Regions from separate parts of the Mus musculus genome. Here region 2 is linked to region 1. A link is a contact called in public promoter capture Hi-C data. All regions are on one chromosome and are shown on one strand. The core of a region is the stretch at or near the end of the contact, and the rest is flanking DNA. Distances in the headings are between cores, read along the strand shown. Region 1 holds the start of A4galt (alpha 1,4-galactosyltransferase). Region 2 holds the start of Arfgap3 (ADP-ribosylation factor GTPase activating protein 3).

Region 1 (3,353 bases), core at 189-2,688:
CTGGACTGCTCCTCGCCTTCCACCTCCACCTCTAAGACCAGGCTGTTTTGGGGTGATATGGTGGGTCACAGTCGCCTCTAGAGATTCAAGCAACCCTGCCCACACCCTGGGATATTCATCACTTCTCCCATGAGTGAACAACCTTTCTCTGGGACTAATCCTTGTCAATATAGACAGCTGCAGAGCCTTAATTGTTTCAAAGAAACAAAGCAAACTCTACAGAATTGTTTAATAGGTCGCAGCGACCCTTGAGCTGTCCAGGCAGGGACCAGCCCTTGAGGCATTGAAGAAGCGTTTTCAAAACAAAACAAACAAACAAATAAAACCGGGAGGCTGAGTTCCTGTGAATTTTTTGGTCTTTCGTTTGAGGACTTTCCTTTATGGGAAAGATTTCTGCTGCTGAATGCCAGAGACTAGGGGAGTGCGAGTGGAGGGCAGCTCTGCTTTATTGGAGTCCCCATTCTTAGGGAGGAGAAAGGTCAAAGAGGGGGTGGAGTGGGGTGACGGGGAGCCGGAGGGTGTCACTTCGGAACCGGCTGGGGTTGCAGCAGCTGGATTGCTATGGATGTGACAGAGTAGAGATGGAAAGGATACTTTTAATCTCCAGCGGGCTAGAGACTCAGTGGACTCTGCCAAGGAGATGAAAAGAACTTCTAGCCCCAGATGACATACGAAGACATTGAGGCAAGGGGGCTCGCCCTAACAGTGAAAAGGAGTGGATAGGGTAAATCTCCCAGGCGCAGCCTCTTCCAACCCTATTCGGCTTCCAGTCCCATACCTCAACTGTTCTCATCGGAAGAAGGGGAGAAGCGCGAGCGTGCTGATCCGGGACCGAGCCCTGGGTCTCGCGACTCCATGCTGGCTTCCCTTGCTCCCCCGCTTTTCCCAGGCTACCCCCTGCACCTGAAGACCCTTCCCGGTGCAGGTCCGAAGCCGGAGCATCCAGAAAGCCCAGAGCCAACTCCCAACCCGAAGCCCTCCCTGCAGCGCGCGGCATTCCATTCCTCTCCGGGATGCGCCCCGCCGCGACCTCCCAGAGCACGCCCAACGTCGCCGAGCAGCGCTTTGGGATCTGGACTTCGGATTCCCAGTCGTCCCCCTCCCCCGTGAACCTCGCCCTCCGAGGGCCTCCTGGGCTGCGGGAAGGAATTGCGGGATCCTAGCCGGCCCCAGACTAGCTCGCGCCGCGCCGCGCTCAACTTCGGGGCGCAGACCGGTGCGGGCGGCAGCTGAGGGACCACGGCGCGGAACTGGTGCCCGCACCATTGTCGCCTGTAGAACAGGTGGCCAGGCGGGGACCCGGGTCCCTGATGTCTTGCAGCTCACCTCCCTTTCCAGCCTAGAACAGGGGCGCCCCGGATCCCAACGAGATCCCCCTGCCCGCTGCCCTGTCCCTGAGATCCAGGTACCTCCGGCTCCCGCGTCGGCGGGCGGCTACTGCGGCCCTGGAGGGCGGTGGCTTGAGCCCAGCGGACAGGAGCGCCGCCCCTCCAGCCCTGGGCGGGGTCTGGCGTTTCTGCCCCACGGGTCCCTCTCCGCCTGCAGCTAGTCCTGTCTAGAAATGGGGGTGGGCACGACCTGAGTCATCAATAGCCAGTAGCCAACAGGTGTGAGCCGCCTCCCGGCCACCCACACCTCACTAGTCACAATCCTATTCTAAACCTTCCGTTTCTCTCTCCAGCCCTTCTGCCCCAGAGCTAGCAATCCTCCTGCCTCAGCCTCCCAAGTCACTCCTCCAAGACAGGGATGAATCCCCTACCCATGGCTCTATTTTTTTCCATTTAACAGATGGAAAAAAAAATAAAAAGCCAGGCTCGAAGCGGTTTGGTTAATTACATAAATGTTGTGCAGTTGAGAAGGGGCGACATCTGAGACTTGAGTCATCCTGACGCCACTGCCCAGCAGCGTCTGTTCCAAGTACTCCTCACTCCCTGCTCTGGCCTGCTGTGACCCAAGGAAGGGCCGGGCCCACGGCATGGTGTTCCCTAGTGGCGATTTCCCCCGCCAGCTCTCCTCTCGGGCTAGATGCCAACGTGCCCTCGCTGCCTGCCCTGCTTCATCTCTCTCACCATACAAACCTGTGTCCAGGCCGCTGAGAAAATGGAAACACCCTATCCCAACCCTGAGAACAGCCTGGGTAAACAGGCTTTGTAAAAGCGAATCTGTGGAAAATTCTCACCCCTTCACCCCACTGCTGACAACTACCTAGCTCTTGGCTATGCCCACCCTTTCTCGTTTTCCAGGAGATCCCCAGCCTCCAGCTGCTAGCCGTTGCTGCTCCTGCCCCTCTTGCCTCTTCGCGGGCCATTCCCATTAGTGCTCATCACTCCCAGGTTTGATTTTTTTGGTTTGGCTTTGCCAGACTGCTTCTCATTCTAGCCCACGGCTTTCTTGTAAACCACAGTGGCCTCAAACTTGTGACAACCCCTCTGGCTTTCGCCTCCCAAATGCTGGGATAACAGACTTTGCTCATCTTAAAACTCAAACAAGGAGCCCTGCCAGCCGTGGTGGTGCATTTCTTTTCAATCCCTGCATTTGGGAGGCAGGCAGGTTTCTGAGAGTTCGAGGCCAGCCTGATTTATATAGAGCTTTTTAGGCCAAGCCAAGGCTACAGAGTATTGGATAATGAATGGTATTGTGTTGAAGACCCTTCCGCAGTTAAGAGCAATTGCTGCTCTTCACGGGGAGCCGAGTTGGATTCCTAAAGCCCACACCAGAAGGTTTACAATTGCCTGTAACTCCAGCTCCAGAGAATCTCACGTCTTCTTCCAGATTCTGAGGGTACCTGCACCCACACAGCTACACAGATGTACTCATAAGTAAAAAAAAAAAAAAACAAAACTTAATTCTTAGTGTGATGGATGCACACAGGTGCCGAGATACACTGTTCTTCAGATAAACTATATTAGCAGCGTTTCAGTGTCATGACCGCAGGCTGCCACTATAGGATCTTGAAGGGAGAGAGCCTTCGAATCCAGAAGCAAAGAAAGTTTTTCTTTTCTTTTTCTGTTTTTGTTTTTGTTTTGAGACAGGGTTTCTCTGTATAGCCCTGGATGTCTGGAGCTCACTCTGTAGACCAGGCTAGCCTCAAACTCAGAGATCTGCCTGCCTCTGCCTTCAGAGTGCAGGGATTCAAAATGTTGCATTTCTACTGCCCAGCTCAAGGGTTTTGTTGTTGTTGTTGTTGTTGTTTAATTTATTTTTAGTTTACGTGTGTGTGAGTGTTTTTTGTTTGTTTGTTTGTTTGTTTGTTGCATCCATTCATGTCTGTGTGCTATGTGCACTCCTAGGTCACACAGAGGCCAGAAGAGGGCACGAGACTCCCTGGAACTAGAGTTATAGATGGTTGTGAG
Region 2 (3,292 bases), core at 101-2,600, 99 kb after region 1:
TCAGAGGTGAAGGTGGCAACCAGATGGAACTTGGAGAGGGGTGGGGAGAGTCCACAGTGACACGACAGCCCTTTGCACTCCTCGGGTTCCACCCTACTCCGTCATCCTAAGGAAGTAGACACCTTAACCCTGTGTATCAAAACAACACTGCCAGCCACATGCTAAAAGTTATGAGGCCCAGTGGTTGGGGGTGGGGTCTGTGTGTGTGTGTGTGTGGGGGGGGTCACATAAGGGGAAGAAAAAAATTGTAGGGACAGACCTCAACCTACAGAGGGATGAACGTGAGTTTTAGTGAGCTTCCTCAGGAACCCAGAGAGCTGGCAACCAGGGAAGAGAACCTTAGCTCTACTGGACTGGGAAACAGGCTGCCACCGAAGGACAATGGTGACAAAAATCCAACAGGTCCCCAGCCCTGAAGAACACTCAAGACAAGGTCCATGGTGGGGGGAGAAGCCCTTCTTTCCCAGAACTTAGCACCACTTAGAGTTCTGACCCCTGGGTCTAGGTGGCTGGGATTTTTACCTTTGTTCACAGAGGCCAGAAGGAGTGAACTCTGCCTCACCAGCCTTCTCAGAGCCCAGCTACACACTTCCAACATCTGTTTCCTCCACCCTACCATGTCTGTGCTTCTGGGTCAAGGTGCTCTGTTCTCCAGACCCCTAGACACCCCTAGATGCTATGAACTAGCCTTCTCTCTAAGCCCCCAGGTAGTCTGGCGTCTGGGTAACCTGGACACTCCTAGAGGTCCATACCCCAGTCCTCTCTCTGCCATGAAATGCACTGGTCTCCTGTTCCAGATGTCCATGCCCCAGTCTTCTGTCTATCCCCAGGTGTTCTGGCCTCTGGTGGCGGACACCCCAACTGTCCATGTCCCAGCCCCCCCTGTGACCCCAGACGCTCTGCCCTAGGATGCTAGACATCCCAGATGTCCATGCCCCAGTCCTGTGACCCCAGGCTCTCTGCCTTTTAGTCCTGGACATCCTCCGGATGCCCATGTCCCTGTGCCCCAGGCGCTAAGCCCCTGGTGGGCGCCCCCTTTTCCTCCCCTTGCTGACGAAGGTTGGGGAGCGGCGGCTGCCAGGCCCACAGTGCGACGTGTCACAGGCCGGGCGGCTCCTCCCACGGCCGCGGCCACACCGGGGTCCGGCGGGCCGCGGGGTCCCAAGCCCGCCTGCGGCCGTTACCTTGTTAGTGGGCACCGAGCGCAGGCGCTTGAAGATGGCCAGGATGTCCTGCTTGCTGGGGTCCCCCATAGTCACTGAGAACTGAGGTGAAGCAGTCCCCGACAACCGGGAAGAGACAAGGAGTAGCGGTTGCCGCCTCCCGGAGACCGAGGGGCGGGGCTGCGCGTGACGACAAGCCCCGCCCCTGCCGCGCCCAGGCTCCGCCCACAAGCGGGCGCACGCGCCGTTCTCCTTCACTCGGTGAGGTCCCTCGGCGCCACTGGTTTCTCCGGGTTCCAATTTCGAAGTCGGGCGCGGCAGGCGCATGCGCGGACGCTCGGACAACTCCCACCCCTCCGCAAACCTTCCCCAGATCTCAGCGTTAGTTAGGGTCCTGCAGTGTGGGATAGGAACCCCAGGCTTTGCGCAGGGAGCATCGGGCTTACCCACCGGACTCACCAGCATACCGTTGCCGGCCCGTGGCCAGTCTCACACCTATCCCTCAGGATGGGAGAGCCAGCAGGTCTCATCCTCATGGATCCTGCATAGTAGTAGTGTGTGTTTGTACTCTTTCTCAGCTAAAGTCAAGCCCTGAGTGATAACCTACAGGAAACTGCTGTCCCATTTTTCTCTCTCCCATCTGGGAAACCCAGGCTGGCCTAGAGCACACTGTGTAGTCCAAGGCTGGACTTGAACTGGAGATATTCCTGTTTTAGCGTCTTGCTGCTCAGATTACAGGTCTGCACCAAGCCATACTGGCTTGATAATCTTGTAATTATAAAGTCTGTTCTGTTCACGGAGAGAGAGTGCTTGCCTGTAGGCAACAAGTTCTATCAGGGTCAGAACTGAGAAGTCTAGAAAGACCAGAAACAAGTCTGTGTTTAGTGCTTGGGGCTCCAGTTAAACCTTGGATAATATTAGTAGCTGGAAGGTTTGAGCTTGGGAGCAGGTGCCTCTTTTACAGCGGTCAGGGTGGAGCAGCTGGCAAACATGACCTTAGGTAGAGCATAATAGAAGAAAAACAGGTTTTGGTATCAAGTGCTAAGCCCCAGCTTCTGTCCCAGTTCAACTGGTTGCTTCCCAGCAGGGCTGCTGTAGGCACTTCCTAGCATTCACCTGTATGAAGGAGTTGGAGATGAAATATGTTGACCAGAGCAGCACTGCAGCTTCAGGGATGTTCTGAAAACGGTCTTGGTGTCAAGTTGGGACCTCATATAGGCTGTACAAGGACAGGAACTGGCACAAGACACACAAAGTTCTCAGCAGAGTGACAAAAGGGCAGGGAATAAGAGACAAAGACAGGAGATAGAGCAAGAGGAAGAAGTGAAAAGGAGGGAGAGGGGGACGGGTTATTTGCTCCAGAGGGACAAAGGACTGCTTCTGGATAGAGAAGAGACAGCCTTGGCGTATTGGCAAATGGCAGTTCATAAAGGTAAAAGAAGAAACCCCTTTAGGATAAGTTTATTTTATGGGGCATGCTAATTAGGTGAACCAAGGTAGGGGGTGGATTTTGATAGCTGGACCTTAGTATGTTAGCCTCAGGAAGTGGACAAATAGCGTAACAAACCTTGGTGGCTAGCTTTAGGAATGTAATCTAACGGTTCTTAGCAAGGAGAAAAAAAGAGGAAAGGCAAGGCCCGCCAGTGCCATGTTTGCCATCTCAGGCCTGGTAGATGCCTCAGGCTGTGTATTCATCAACCCAGAGCTGGGCCTTTTCCAAGGTTAGGAAATGTGCAGTCTTTAGGAACAGCATGTTGCTGCTGCAGACAACCCTCACCATTTGAATGATCTTCCTATCTTCGTTCAAAAAAAAATATATATATATATATGGATAGTTCATAGGAGTTAGGAAAACAGCTATACTGGTATAGTGATGTAACCTTTCTAATCTCTGGATTTGGGAAGTAGAAGCAGGAGGCTCAGGAATTCAAGGTCATCTTTGGTTACATAGTGAATTTAAGGCAGGCCTGAAGTACATAAGACCCTAGATAATTTTTTTTAAGGAAACCCTGACCCCCACCCTGTCTGCTGTTTAGGCTGGGATTGAAATGTGATGGATCCAAGGAAGTATCAGGATCAGAAACTAAAGCACCAGGCCACTTTGCCAGCTGTACACACGGTGCTGTTGA

What was found. Capture Hi-C pulls out chosen DNA fragments and counts their contacts.
Region 2: a contact with region 1 is called in a promoter capture Hi-C map of adipose tissue. The contact joins the promoter of Arfgap3 here to the promoter of A4galt in region 1. A contact is called at or near these places in 4 of 484 Hi-C or Micro-C datasets (the G1E-ER4 cell line, embryonic stem cells, nephron progenitors and 1 more), 6 of 115 datasets of contacts at active chromatin or transcription factors (embryonic stem cells, epiblast stem cells, extraembryonic endoderm stem cells and 1 more) and 3 of 9 other capture datasets (adipose tissue, liver and pancreatic islet).

The regions. Positions count from the first base shown.
Region 1 is chr15:83,250,291-83,253,643 of GRCm38.p6, forward strand. It overlaps A4galt (alpha 1,4-galactosyltransferase), which reads right to left and starts at 1,439. Exons shown (of 3, transcript NM_001004150.4): 1 at 1,410-1,439.
Region 2 is chr15:83,348,897-83,352,188 of GRCm38.p6, forward strand. It overlaps Arfgap3 (ADP-ribosylation factor GTPase activating protein 3), which reads right to left and starts at 1,351. Exons shown (of 16, transcript NM_001357756.1): 1 at 1,185-1,351. The coding sequence starts at 1,253.